2 separate regions of the Anas platyrhynchos genome follow, and region 2 is linked to region 1. The links are chromatin contacts, called in public Hi-C maps. All regions are on one chromosome and are shown on one strand. The core of a region is the stretch at or near the end of the contact, and the rest is flanking DNA. Distances in the headings are between cores, read along the strand shown.

The links. A called contact is a pair of places that touch in the nucleus more often than the background predicts.
Region 2: a Hi-C map of subcutaneous adipose tissue shows a contact between it and region 1, with 2.4 times the contacts expected there. The contact joins the enhancer-like site here to the promoter of LOC101797805 in region 1. A contact is called at or near these places in 2 of 8 Hi-C or Micro-C datasets (skeletal muscle and subcutaneous adipose tissue).

What each region holds. Positions count from the first base shown.
Region 1 is chr2:154,523,869-154,531,096 of IASCAAS_PekinDuck_T2T, forward strand. It overlaps LOC101797805 (cryptochrome DASH), which reads right to left and starts at 5,463. Exons shown (of 14, transcript XM_072033869.1): 1 at 5,354-5,463; 2 at 4,523-4,695; 3 at 3,041-3,134; 4 at 2,134-2,264; 5 at 1,497-1,645; 6 at 1,072-1,160; 7 at 28-101. The coding sequence starts at 5,410.
Region 2 is chr2:154,625,148-154,632,078 of IASCAAS_PekinDuck_T2T, forward strand. DLEC1 (DLEC1 cilia and flagella associated protein) reads right to left here. Exons shown (of 38, transcript XM_072033868.1): 23 at 5,646-5,776; 24 at 4,054-4,236; 25 at 3,467-3,534; 26 at 2,193-2,344; 27 at 1,546-1,649; 28 at 1,040-1,110; 29 at 1-178. Among named protein-coding and RNA genes, the nearest start is that of DLEC1, 23 kb to the right of the region's middle. Within about 2 kb of position 2,669, at least 2 of the 8 cell types and tissues checked have an H3K27ac peak or open chromatin away from gene starts, as enhancers often do. A contact at or near this core is called in subcutaneous adipose tissue, where this site is marked.

The DNA.
Region 1 (7,228 bases), core at 4,213-6,712:
CCTCACAACAAAAGTTTTTTTTTTTACCATGGTGCGAATTTGGTTGAGTAATCCATGCCTATCAGCCCGTTCCGAGTCTCCTTGTACGATGCAACCAGGTTCTGGGTGAGAAGAGAACAAAAGACTTTAATACCTGACATGCCACCTGCTAAAATGTATTTCATAGCAGAGCCAGGATGATCCGGCAGGGCTGGGCTCCCTCTCACAGCTGCCCGCAAGGGTTACAGAGCTGCCAAATCACAGCCTGGAGTGCGCAGAAATTAATCAGGCCAGCAGCTTTCACTGCAGCTCTGGGAAACGTGTCACGAGCCGTGCTCCCTGCTCCAACCTGTAGCACATTTCTTTCTGCAAGCGCTGTGACCACAGCACAGGTTACGAGCACTAGCGAGCTGTTCCGGCTCACCAAGGGCTGATAATACTTGCATAACTGTAAAAAAAAAAGGAGCAGGTTTTCCAGAAGTGATCGTATTAGTGCTCCCTAAAGATTAAAAGCTGTCTGTGCTGCCCAGCACCAAGCAAATGCAGGATCTTCATAGCACAGCTGAAAGAATCCCCTGGAAGCTGTGTTAGTGAGCGCACCGGACAAATCGTTTCTGAATTATTTGGCCACGAGTTTTTGGGCCAGACTGCTGGGAACAGCTGGCTGTGGGCAGCAGCCTGGCTCAGTTGTTCCTCACCCCAAATGCGACTGCAGCCCTTTGAGCTCCTTTTCACTCCTCCAAAACGGAGGAACTGAATTGCTGCTGACGTGGGAAGGGAAAGCAACATGAGGCAAGTCAAGGTAAAGAAACCAAAAGATGGTTCCAATTCCCTAAAGCTGAAGAAAGAGACACTAAAAAGGGGTGGCCACTAAACTACGTTCCTAAATATTTGTCTTACATTTCCAGTTCCTGGATGGCTTCTTTTTGATTTAGTTTGTCTCGCTGTGACACTGAAATAATGCTAATTCTCTCCTTTGTGCAGTGCTAATACAGGAGCTAAGGAATTATTAGGAAGTGAACTGCAGCCTCACACACTGGTACAGCTGGATGTATGAGGGGGAGGATGCAGAGAAGGAAATGTGTGAGTTACCGTGTCCCAGAAATAATACTGGAGCCTCGCTAAAGCCTGGGTCTCTCCTCCACGGCAGGGGAAGGCTGTTCGTGGATCAGTCCCGGGATCTGCCACAGAAAACATTACCAACAAAAATCAGCCTCTGGAAAGCACCTCAATGGCAAGGAGCTTAAAAACAAGACGTTCAGCACGAAGGATGCTGCTCCGGGGAAATGCAAGGTTCTGCCAGAGCCTTGCTTTGAAAAAGGGCCACATCAGACACTCAAAACTGATGATTAGGAGAATGTTTTCTACCCAGGGCCTGCCAACCCAGTTCCTGCAGGCAGGGAATTTACCAGGGGCTCAGCTAGTGTGTGAAGGGCAACCGCTGCCTTGGGAGGCCTCTTTCTTTTGCTTCTCAGTAAGGAATTCACAGGAGCAGCAGCTAAATTCTGTTTTCTTACCCTTCTGTCCCAAATCCTCCATCGTGGGGATACAGCCTTCTTCCACGCCTGGAGCCAGAGGCTTCAGCTGATCTGGCAGCTGCAGGGCCGGCCGGACCTTCGCCTCGGCCTCCACCGCTTTTCGGAACTGGGTGTAGACATCGGGCAACCTGCAGGGATTGGAGCGCGGTCACATCTCCGTAGGAGAGCCGTGGAATGGCTGCCGTGTGCCCTCCTCACAGCCCTTCACTAATTTGCTTTCTGCTTCTGATGCCAACGGTGCCTTTTCCACTTATGGTGTGTCCTGATGGGGCGATTCTGAGGGGTGGATTTAGCTCACCTAAGTTTTAATCACCCCCAGGGCTGACCTCAGCATGGAAATGTGCAACTTCAGACTGCCTTTACGATCGATGGAGACCAACAGGCATTGTTTTGGCCTGGCTTTTCTGCCCTATTTTATATATTTTCTTTAGGATACCACAAATCACTCAACTATGAACGAGATATCAAGGGATTATTGATGGAGGCATGAAGAGTCCACACCCAGAAGGCTCCTGTCACAGGCAGTTTTATCATGACCCCTCCTAAAACCCCTAAAACCCTGGGCATTCGGTGGAGCGAGCAATCAAAGGGACAAGGGAGGAGTGCGTGGCATCACCTGGCGATGGGCCCGAAGGGAAGGTCGTCGCGGTGGTACAGCGTGGCTGCCCAGAAGGGCTTCACCTCCACCCCGTGCTGCTCGCACACCTGGCACAGCTCCTTCTCCACGTCCAGCTCCTCCTGAGTAGCCTGGGGAGAACACAACGCGCTGAGACCACTGCGGGGCCAAACCCAGCTGGCATTTGCACGCTCCCTTAGCAGCGCTGATGCCAGAACGTGGAGGAGGTCAGAGTAAAGCTGCTCTGAGGAGCCAAATCCACCACCAGACGCCCTGGAATACTTGTTACAACCTCAGAGATGAATATAAAGCGGATAAACGAGGCCAGGCTTTTTCCAACAGCCAAGCAGAAAAAGATTCAACAAACTGCCAAGAGGCTAGGTTATCATCTTGTGAGCAGTGAAGCTTGATGTAAGACCTTGCAGATATTTTACGTTTGCATGGACTGCAAAGGTAACTGGACAAATACATGGACAAGAAGTTTGTTGATCAGTAGGGAACATCAGGACAGCACTCCTGCCTCGAGAAGTCCTTCAGCCATGGGATCCTGGAGGCTGGGGAGGTATTTAGGGGAAGCATCTTGCCCTGCTCCTTTGGTTTTCTCTCCCCATCTGCTACTGGGCACTGCCAGGAGAATGGCTGCGGAGTAAGATGGGTTCCAGGGCAGGTCAGTGAGGTGCCAACCCTGCCAGCAGCCAGGGCCCAGATTCCTGCTTCCTTCCTCACCAACAGCTGCAATCCAGCCAGGAATCCCACCAGACACCAACACCACCCCCTTCCAGGAGCTCGCCAGCTTGTCTGGAGTTGGAACACCCCAAGGAAGGAAGGCTCTGAGCGTACAGGACCTGCATCATGTAGAAGAAACCTCGCTAATTTTACCTTTTAACCATGATAATACTTCCTTTACCTCTTCATGGAAAGCTACGACTCCAACGCAGCCCAGCTGAGTAATCAGATCACGGACCACATCTTCTGGCTTCCCTTTTCTCACAACCAGGGTACTGCAAACACAAAAGGTTGGCCCGAATTAGGTTTGATGTCATCGCTGGTTGTGCATAGAGGAGCCCAGGCACCCGGGTGCCCATTCTGTGAGGAGCACAGCCAGCCCGTGGAGGCAGACAGACAGGATTTGACAAGCCCACATTTTTTTAGGAACCACTGAACGCAGTTTGCAAGCCACCGAGGCAGAGTTTGCACTGAACACATTCCTACCAGCCCGGAAGCCTTAGAAAGGATGACCGGGCAGAAAGCCAGGCTGTTACCTAAACGTGAATCTGTCAGATCTGCTCAGCCTCACACACGCACAGGCTGAGATTTGAGAACTGAATCCTCTTCCGATCTCCTTTGCAGGTAGCGGTGGCTTGTGGGCAGACCCCCCTCTGCTTTCACGTGGGATTGTTCAGAGGAATTCTTTCCTCAGCTTAGTAAGAATCAACAAAACTCCCCTCCCACACTGCAACCCCACAAACTGCCCAGCTGTGTACCCAGGGCACCGAGCCAAAAGAGAAGCTGTGGTGAGAAAGCTGGCCAGAGGTGGGTGCAGAGAATTCCAGGCAGAACAATCTCTCAGCAGCCACTAAGGGTGGCCCAGCAGCATTCAAGCAGCTCTGGATCTGTTCGCTGCAGGGTGAGGGTGCAACTACCCACTGATCGCTTGTTTCAGCCCCCCAAAACACCCCTCAACCTGCATGATCTGCACTGCCACTCTTCTTGCATCTCCTGCCAACGCTGCGCTGCCCTGGGAGAAGATGGGCTCGCTGATGCATCTTCTGCTAAGCAAAGCCAAATGTTCCCAAGTACTGGGATCTCTTTCATTTCCTGGTCTACCCTAAGTATAGTTCCTAAAGGTACATGAAAGAGGAATCCCTGAAGATCCCCTTCCCACGGCATAGCCTGCCAAAGGGAACAGGTTTGCTGGGACAGGGCATGAGCAAATTTAACTCCAGTATCACAAAACAGGACCCACAGAGGTCTGGCAAGTAGGTTTCTGAGGAAAACTTGCTAGGGACAAGGAAAGAAGCATGCTGAGGTGCTTGGTGCCACTGCCCGTGTCTTGGAAAACTGCAGTTCATGTCTCTGCAGGATTCTGGGCAAAGAGCTTGTGGCTGAGACCCATCTGTGCTATCTGAGGTCAGGAAAGCAAAATCTGAACGGCACACAGCCTGGATGTTACCTAAAAGTGAAAAGTTAGCCTCAGTCCCTTGCAGATGCCACAGCAAGCCATCCAAACAGGGCTTGGGCAGTGACCAATGCTAACAGAAGGGCTGCTCTCTGGAACAAACCGTCATCACAGCCCCAAACTGTCAGGATTTGACTCACAGCATAGATAAGTGTTGAAAAATAGAAGGAAAATTAAAACAGATGTGGTATCTCTATGGTGCTTTCTCACCTTCCTTTCTTCTTGAGCGTTTCCCTCAGATCTTTCACGCTTTCCAGCAGAAACCTGAGCCGGTGCGGCCCCGTCTTTGGGAAGCCGTAGCAGTGCGTGCCCGCGTAGTGCCGCGGGTCGAAGCAGTAGAGGGGAATGAGGTAATCGGCATTGCTGGCAGCCCAGTGCAGCACCTGGAAATATGGAGAGGGCCTTGACAGCACAGGTGTGGGGGATTTAGGGTTGGGGTTGGGGATGGGGCTGGAGCTGGGGTTGGGGTTAGGGTTGGGGTCAGGGTTAGGGTTAGAGTTAGGGTTAGGGTTGGGGTTGGCATTGGGGCTAGGGTTGGGGTTAGGTTTAGGGTTGGGGTTGGGGTTAGGGTTGGGGTTGGCATTCAGGCTGGGATTGGGATTGGGGTTGGGGTTAGGATTAGGGCTAGGGCTAGGGTTAGGGTTACAGTTAGGGTTAGGGTTACAGTTAGGGTTAGGGTTACAGTTAGGGTTGGGGTTGGGATTGGGGTTAGGGTTGCAGTTAGGGGTTGGGTTGGGATTGGGGTTGGGGTTAGGGTTGGGTTGGGGTTAGCGTTAGGGTTGGGGTTGGGGCTGTGTTTGCGGTTGGGGCTGTGGTTGGGGTTAGAATTGTGGCTGGGGTTGGGGTTAAAATTGTGGCTGGGGTTAACGTAAGGGGTAGGGTTGGGGTTGGGGCTGGGGTTACGGTTAGGGCTGGGGTGAGGGTTGGGCTTGGGGTTGGGGGGGGCCACCTCTCTGCAGATTACCCACGAGCGGGGTGGCACCCGGGGTACTTGCACAGAACCCCCCCCCCGCTGAGGGGATTTCTCCGGCCGGGCCCTACCTGGTTATCGTGAGCCCGCAGGTCGCAGCGCAGCAGGCAGACAGCTGCCCTCGCCATGGCCCTCCCTCAGCCCGGCCCCTCAGCCCTCCCTGTTCTTTCAGCCCGCCCCGATTCTCCTCATCCCTCCCCACTCCTTCAGCCCGCCCCGGTTCTCCTCTGGCTGCCTGAGGCTCTGCAGAGCCACCGCATCGCCACCAGGCCATCCTCGAGGTCCCTTCCAACTCCCCGTCTTGGTGGTTCTCCTGGAAGCCCCGAGGAGGCACGGGGACCGTGGTGTCAGCCTACTGCTTGCTCACCTGCTGCTTGCGAGCTGTCACTTCAGCAATAAACGTCGTGATTCCCAGCACTGACGGCAGCGAAGTGAGGCTGGCCTCATCCGATCGTTTCCGTAATTCGGCGTCAGACAGCGGGGATCACGCATCCCTCGCTCAGTCTGCATTACTCACTGAATTGTTCCTCGGGGTCTTTTTTTTTTTTCATTCAGCTGCTCTCATAATAAGAGGAAACGTTAAAAAACAAAACAAAACAAAACAAAACAAAACAAGCGGTCTGCGTGGCTCCCTGGCCCAGGTCTCCAGCCACATCCTCCTCGTGTCCGCCCCGCTGGTGCTGCTGGGCTGGACGAGGATGGAGAGGGGTTACTGGTGATGTCGGGGATCAGGTTTACAAGAAGGAATTCTTCCAGACATACCCAAAATGCTGAAAGGGACATCAGGTGGAGCCACACCGGCTCTTAAACACCCACCAGATTGTAGCACCCTGATCCTACAGAGTCCTGGGGAGTCCCGGTTTTATTTTCAGCGCTGCGCGTTGGCTGCCTGCGGGAAGTGGTGCCGCTTCCCCACGTGCTCCCTGTGACACAAAACCTCCTGAGTCCCTTTCTGTGGGCTCTTTTTCCTGGCTCAGCAGCCTGCCAGGCCCTCTGTAAGAGCCGGTGACTCATCTCGGAGGCCTCCTGGTTGGTGAAAGGAAAAGGAGAGCCGCAAACTTTGGCCCGCGCCCAAGGAAAACACTGCTGTCGGCTCACAACGCGCACGCTGCGGAGGGAAGCCTCTCCCCTCATCGCACCAGAAATTAAAGGGTTTTATCAATCTGGTTTAGTAAATCTTCCCCGTTTGCCTCTGCCTTCGTCAGGGTAAGGACAAGCAGTGCAGTTGGCTTCACTTCTGTCTGCAGACGAGTAATGACATCCGCTGGTGGCTTGCTCAGAGCTGGCACTGCGAATCCAAGAGGTCTTATTTAAGGTGCGTGCAAGAGAGAGGTGCCCAAAGGCTGAAAATGCTCCTTTCCCACTGGAAAGGAAGGCTGCTTTAGCAGAAATAAAGAGAAGAGAGGAGATTTGAAACTCCTGCTACGCCGAGGAGGAAGCAAAAGTGGGTTTAGAAGCAAGCACGGCTCAGCCAGATTGCTGTTTGTGTAAAGGATGCAATGGTGTTCAGGAAAAGCGGTGGTGAGGAGCACTTTGTTCCAAAATTAGAAACCAGGAGAGCTGTCTGTGTTATCCGTGGGCTCTGGAGATCCTCGCCTGGTTTTTCCATTCCGATGAACACAGTCACCGAGAAAAAAAACTTTATTTACTTTTTTCCACTGACACCTGTCTCTTCACTCCGAGGTGGCGTTCCAGCTTTCCAATCCCCCCTAAGCAGCGCCGAACCTTTGCCAGGAGGCTCTGCAGTAGCAGCAGGCCTTACGCCAGCACGGAACAAGCTTTCCACGTTCGTGGGACATGGGGGGAGGTCTGTGAACTCACGTAGCCGTCCTCTTCCCCTTCGGGTGTCCCTGTTCATTCACTAAAGCCATTTATCAGCTTGCGTTTATTCCCAGAGGTGCCACGGTCAGAAATGTTTGTTGCACCTATCATGGGTAACAGAGCCA
Region 2 (6,931 bases), core at 1,419-3,918, 98 kb after region 1:
GGAATGGGGGGTTGATCCAATTCTAACGCGATCTCCAACTCCGAGTTGCTACCAGTTGATGCAGTCTCATTTTCATCCACGTCCTTAGGAGGGAAAGGGTCTCCAAAGAACATCAACAGGTCCACCAGCTTTTTATCATCTTTTACTTGGTTGTAAGTTTCCCAGTCCAGGCGGATGTCTGAATTGAAAGGAGAAAGGACAGTTGTTTCTGGTCATTCAGAAGACTCACAGCTTAGTTGGCTCTATGGAACAAGAAGATCAAGTAAAGAATTTGTTGTCTAGCAACTGGATTTGTATTAGAGTACATGTTAAGCTTTGCCATGTTTGCTGTAAACAAACGATATTGAGTTAAGAGCATGTGTGCATACCCTTATTACAGCTTGTTACAGCTCTCTAGATCCCAAACTATAATTTCAATAACATCAACATAAATGATAAGTAAACATTAAAATAAACGGTAAGTACTTTGTTTGTTAAGCAAACATTTTTGGTGGCATTCAGGAAAAAAAAAAAGGTGATTGAGCATTGCTTTGAAGAGCTTAAAATCTCACTTGAGATAAAAAGACTAAACACAGAAGAGCCTGATGCCGCTAAGAAGCAGGTGAGAATTTCACAAAAACAGTATGGAAAATCCTGAATTTGCATCATTTCAATGAGGAATACGAGCCCAGATGCACTAGGATGGGATGTGCTGTTTCATAGTAATAACACATTGAGTCAGTAACACATTTTCCTGTCCTCTGTCTGGAGCTCAGATGATTTACTGTTGCAGACAGCAAACTAATACTCATGGCAATAATGCCCTAATAATAAATACTACCATTCAGATAAAGACCAGACAACTCGTACTATTTTTCTGTACTAGCCAAGTTAGAAAACAGCTTAGATATTGTCTTACAGACTGTCAATGTCTTTACAAAAAACATCCTGATAAGGAAACAAGGCCAGTTAGTTAACATGTTAATGGGTTGTTCTATTTTTATTATTACAGGGAGCACAATGCAAGTGTTGGTGTTTGTTTTACAAAAATTAGTGTTACCAAAGGGAGTGGGATTGTTGAGCCGCACACTCCGTAACACAGGACACCCTCCAGAAACGCAAGTGCCAAACCTGAGGGGGGAAACCTGCTGTTAGAACATGCAGAGAATAAGTGAATGTCCAAAACAATTTTTCGATAAAAATTCATTTAAATTGGAGCATATCTGGCTGCACTGGCAGCCTGTTAAGTTTGGCCAGCAGGTAACACATGGCCAATGCTGCAAAATACAACATTACTTTCTTTAATCAGTCTTTCTTCCAGTCTTAGTTGTCTCTTAGACATTTCAGGGTGAACATGTGAAGTCAGGAAGATTTGTTTGTATATTCTTTTTAAATTATGCTGGCAGAGACAAATGCATTGGTGCTACAGAAGCAGTTATTGTACTTCTGCAGTCACTGTGCTGACCTGCTCATTATATCACAGGAAGATGGGAACAGGTATATATGTTGGCTACTGCCCAGTGGTGTTTAATTGTCTGACTTCTCTGACACTATTTTGGGCTGTACCTGATGATGGGTTGCTGTGTTTGTGGTCCTGTCATCTGCAGGAAGATTGGACAGCCTTTCACAGTCATTTGCATAGGAATTAATTTAGTTTGTAAGTCTCCCACCTATTAAAAATGATTTTTTGCTATTAGAATCAAGATATAACTCTAGTACCTTGGCTATAAAATTACGTTTTGAAAACCAGTTTGGATTTTCATATGTTTTGACTTGTATCTTTTAAAAGCACCTAATTCATATGCACCTAATTCATAAGCTAAAGTTTTTCTCAGCAGGAGAATACAAAAGCTCATACATTAATCAGCTTCCCTGCGGCCTTCCTATATAATATAATTAATAATTGTATTGGTAGAGCATAGTGCACTGGCCAGCTACCAAACATATTTTATTTGTCAAAATTGCTCCAGTTACTTTTAAGACACATGGAAAACTCCCCAGGGACACATTACCCCAGAACTACACCAAGAACTGCAAGAGCAAGGAATTGTTCCTTACATGTCGTTGGAGGTAATGGTAGCAATAACTACCCTGAACTTTTACAGATAAGCTAATTACCTGAAAAAGAATTTTTAACAGAAAGGAATCTGGGAAATATAATTGGTGTCAAATCTGCTATAGCAATATTTAATTTGAAACCAAGCCCCACCTACCTTACAGACAAGATCATCGCGGTATTCTCCCCACATGTTGTTGTAAGCTGTTATTTCTATGATTAGCTGCTGGAAGGCTTTCAGAGTTCCTGAGGAAGGTTGTACATGGAAAGCTACTCCCTTCCCATGAGACAGCAGCGCTGCTGCAAATGCTGAAGGAGCACAGCAAAGAAGTATTTGATAAGTTTTGAGGAAATGGAACAAAGTCAGCCTTTCAAAGAAAACAGAGGACTGATCTTTAGCTGGTGTTAATCAAGATAACCTCACTGGCTTCAAAGAAAATGGGATCACTTACATAGCCCATATTTTTACTGCTTTACTCCCTTCTGCAGTGGGCCTTAAAAAAAAAAAGGCAGTTTAAGTGAGTCAGTTCTTGCAGAGATTATTTCATAGTCTCCCTTCGAACAACCTGTTCCAGGCCTCTGAGATATGCAAGGCAACGATTGGTTACATAAAAACACACCCTCAGTTTGGGAAAAAATAAGCTGGAATTTGTGCTAACTGGTTATCTTTCTATTAGCAGCAGCTGCCTGTTTACCTCTGTGTGCTTTTCAACACAAAGAATGTGAATTACAAAGAGCAGAGCCCTTCCACATTCTGAGTCACTTAGTCTTCTAAATCAATACACTTGCATGGAATCTGTCAGAACAGCTTTTTTTTCTAATCTTAAGGGCTAATTCAACAGCTGAAAAGCTTTGTCTTTTTAACAGATACCAAACACTATGGCAAGCTACCAATATATCCAAGTTTTATTTTGGATACAGAAGACGCATCCACACTTTACAGCATTTTGATCCCACTTCCCCCCCTCCCTCGGTCCCCTGTGGCTCCAAGTATTATTGTTTTCAGTGCAAGGCACCAGAAATGATGGATGGGCTGTGGGGTAGTTTTCTACAGCGGGAGATAAATAAAAGGGTTTGAGGGAGAAAGGCCTGCTGCAATGGTATCGGAAGACAACATAGAAAGGAAACGGCCAAAGGTTATACATCTTGTCTGTACTGGGAATGAACTATAAGTAGAATCACCCATCTTTGTTTAAGACCGTTGGTTTCTTTTAAAAAAAAAAAAATTAAAAAATGACCTAATGCTTATGCAATGTGGAGTTTCAGCCTCAAGAATGAAGTGAGGAACCAAGCTGTTTAAGTGTAGACTTAGCCAAACATTCCAAGGAAAAAAAAAACTATGTGCCTGACTGGCAGATTTAATGCTGAATGTGGTAGTCAGATGGTTTTTGCCTTCTCTCCACTGTGTGGGATAACAAATATTTCTCATACCTGACTGCGCTCTTTTGGCTGCATGTTTTGTGATGGGCCCTCTCCTTTTCACCAGGTGGCCTGAAGAGCTTGAAAAAAAAAATTAAAAAAAAAAAAAACACATGACAATTCTGTGAAATGACCTTGTCTCTGCTAAAATAACAGCTCAGCTGACTAATCATTTAGTGGCCATTATTACTTAAAGAAGGACTGCCTGCAAAGTATCTTTTGGAAGTAACATCCTTAAGTGAGAATTAACTTAAAAGTGTTGTAAGGCTGTGTACAACCCAGCACAACAGAGCCTTGGCAGGTACAAACCAGCTTACATCCATTGGCAACAATAGTGTTTTGTCATTTATGCCAGCTAAAACTTCTGTCCTGGCACTGCAAGCGATCTGTTCCTGCAGGAAGTATCATCAGCACTTTTCATTACCAGAGTCAAAGAGCTTTAAAAAAAAAAAAAATCAATCTAAAACAAAATCAACCAACACCAGAGAACTGCAGAAAGTGCATCTTGTGACACAGGAAACAGCACTCTGTCTTGATTTCATTTTTAATCCAGATCTCTATTAGTATTTGAGTTATTATGCAGAAAGGTTAAGACTTACAGGCAGATTTCTTCTGGAGTAGGTGAGTAGCCAGTAAAATACTCAGCTTCTAGTTTGAATGGTGCACTGATTGCGGTGTGATTGGTAATAATCAGCTGACGTTTTACTATATCTTTGAATGTAACTTCAGATCCGAAGTCTAGGAGAAGATCACAGGGGCTTTGTAATATTTGTCTTCCATCACTGTCAGAAAAAAAAGTAAGTATTAAAACATCAGTCCTATTTTCTTATGCCACAGACAATTTCAGGAGATTTAAGATATGCATGAGGCAATGTGGTTGTGAAGACAAGTGTAAAAGGACTAAGATTTTTGTCATCAGCATTTACTGCTTTTCATTTTTTCTACTTCTACCCTTGTAAGGACCTATTCTGTGTAGAAAATTTATTGTGTATAACATGGTGACCTACCAAATTAAAGCCATTTTTTCTGATATAAAAAATGGATAAAGACAACCACATTCAAAAAGAGAATAATCATGCTACATATAAAAGAAGTATATCAGTCAGATATAACAAGTTATAGAGAACTCTGGCAGCGCAATAAGAAATCTTAATGGTCCAAACTACTGGATATTGGGTTTAGTTCTGTAAGAGCTGAATTTGCACATTTTTGGCACTGCAGAAGATAGCTCACAAACATGTTATGGACTACAGAGGCCCCACACTGCAGTTAGCAGGCAGAAAGGGAATTTTCATGTTCTCTACACACAGAAGTGTCGTGACAGCTGGCAGGTGACAAGTGCCAGGAGCACATGTGAGAACAGACATAACACAACCATGAATTTCACTATATGCAGTTAACTTCACACCAGTTTATTATTCACAAATTAATTAATTCAGAGTTGTTAATTTAGTTTGTTTCAGCTAAACAATGGTGGGAGTGGAATAGTGCTCTAAGAGCTCAAAATCTCTTCTCTTGGGTTTACAAGGATGCTGAATTTGGGTATGGTGCAAACCCAGTACCTTTTCTTCACTCCGCCCCCTTCAGTGAATAGTCCCAGCACATTTTACTGTCCTTGCTGTCTACATAAAGCAGGAGGAAGAATAAAGCTTATATAAATAACTTCTTTTTTTTTTTTTTTTTCCCCTCTGTTGTTCTTTTGCTCTGGAAAGAAGTAATTTACGTGGTGTTAATTTGGAAGCCCAAGATAAACAGAGATCTTCAGTCTTATAGGGTGGTACTGTAAAATTCTCCACTGCACTCGCATGCTGGAACATTTAGTTTGGAAATAAAGTTTGACTGTGTCATTATGATCTGCCTTAAGGTCTGGTACCATGGATGTTTTGTCCAGTTTATGAAATGACAGCACTAAAACCTTGCAAAGAGATATGTAAATTATAGTTCAACATCTTCTATTGTTAAAAGATTATTGTTTTTTTCCCCAAAACAGTCTTTGGTATACAGGTGATCTGGCTACAACAAAACTGCAAAGGTTTATCAAACATTACTCGTGCCATGACATTCTTTAGATGGTTTTAATATTATCAAACACTTGGTATAACTATTCTACAGACAGACAAGGGTTTTGCATCTATTAAAACTGTTCAACAAACACAACTGGAAGATGACTTTAAATGATGCCTTGGTTTACCTGGCAGCTCCACTTTCACAAGGTACTGAGTAGGTGACGTGCAGTCCTTTCACATCTCCAGAAATGCTCAGAAAGAGGGGTTCAGTCATGTCTTCTATGCTACAGGAAAGGACAAGGTCTTTCAGCTCACCCTGAAAGGAGAAGAGTCAAATTTGCTTGTGAATCAAAGATCAGAGGAAAGGCAGCTTCATTAAGTAAACTATTTAGAAAATGTGTATAAACCACACTGGACAAAAACAAAACAAAGCAACAAACAAACAAACACACACAGAACTACAACAGGATCCTGAAATTTTTACTGAATTGATTTGAGTGTACTTCCTGCTAGCATCAGATTTGCTTAGAAGAACATAACAAGGTAAAAAATTTGTGGCTGTTTCATATCTTTGTATCTGTATCTGTCTGTAACGTTAAAACTGCTCCATTAGTGATTTTTGATATGCTTCTTGTGTTTCAAGTTTTGAAGTTCTAAGCATTAATCACTTTCAATCATACTAAACTAATTTTCCAGAAACAAGTTTCATTTCTACCTGGGGCTAAAGCAGGACTTGTAGGATGAAATACGTGGCCAATACACCAGTACTCTAGCTAATTCAATACAACCATCCTTTTTGGCCTTCCTAATACATGAAACAGTGCATCCTGCATAAAATAATAAACTGGGATTCATCTCAAGATCTAGACTTCTAAACATAGCTCTGCAAGCGTGAGACATGGAGTTCATCTTCAAAGGTGATTTCCAAATATGAGTTCTAGATCTCCACTGATTCAGTAAGGGTACTTCTCCATCTAGCTCACTCACAATGCAATCTTTCTTGTAGGTGGCTCAGACGGGATTCAGCTCCCCAGCCATAACCAGAAGTGCCCTTTCAGATGGCCAGTGTGCCCTGCTGAGCTTCCAGCTTTGAATGAAAAAGGCTCAACTCTACTGGAATCCCATGCCACACATACCACATGCACGTGTTTGGTATCATATCTGTGTATCAGAGATATGTTAGGGCAGCTCTAGTGGTCCTGAGCACCTACTTTAAAGCAAGTAACTGTGACTTAGGTCTCCTGTGACTGTAGTGGGAACAAATACACCTCATGAACAGGGAGTTTCTTTATTTAGATGCTTTAAATCAGATGTCTGAATGCCCCCCATAAAGTCCATGGCTGAATTCACAAAGTTTGTGAACAGTCTACACCCTGCAGGGCTTTTTAATTTTGCAGACTCTCAGTCCCAGCAGTCTCTTTTAATTTGTTTCCAAATACCAAAATGTTGTGAGCCCAGCTGCATTCAGAAA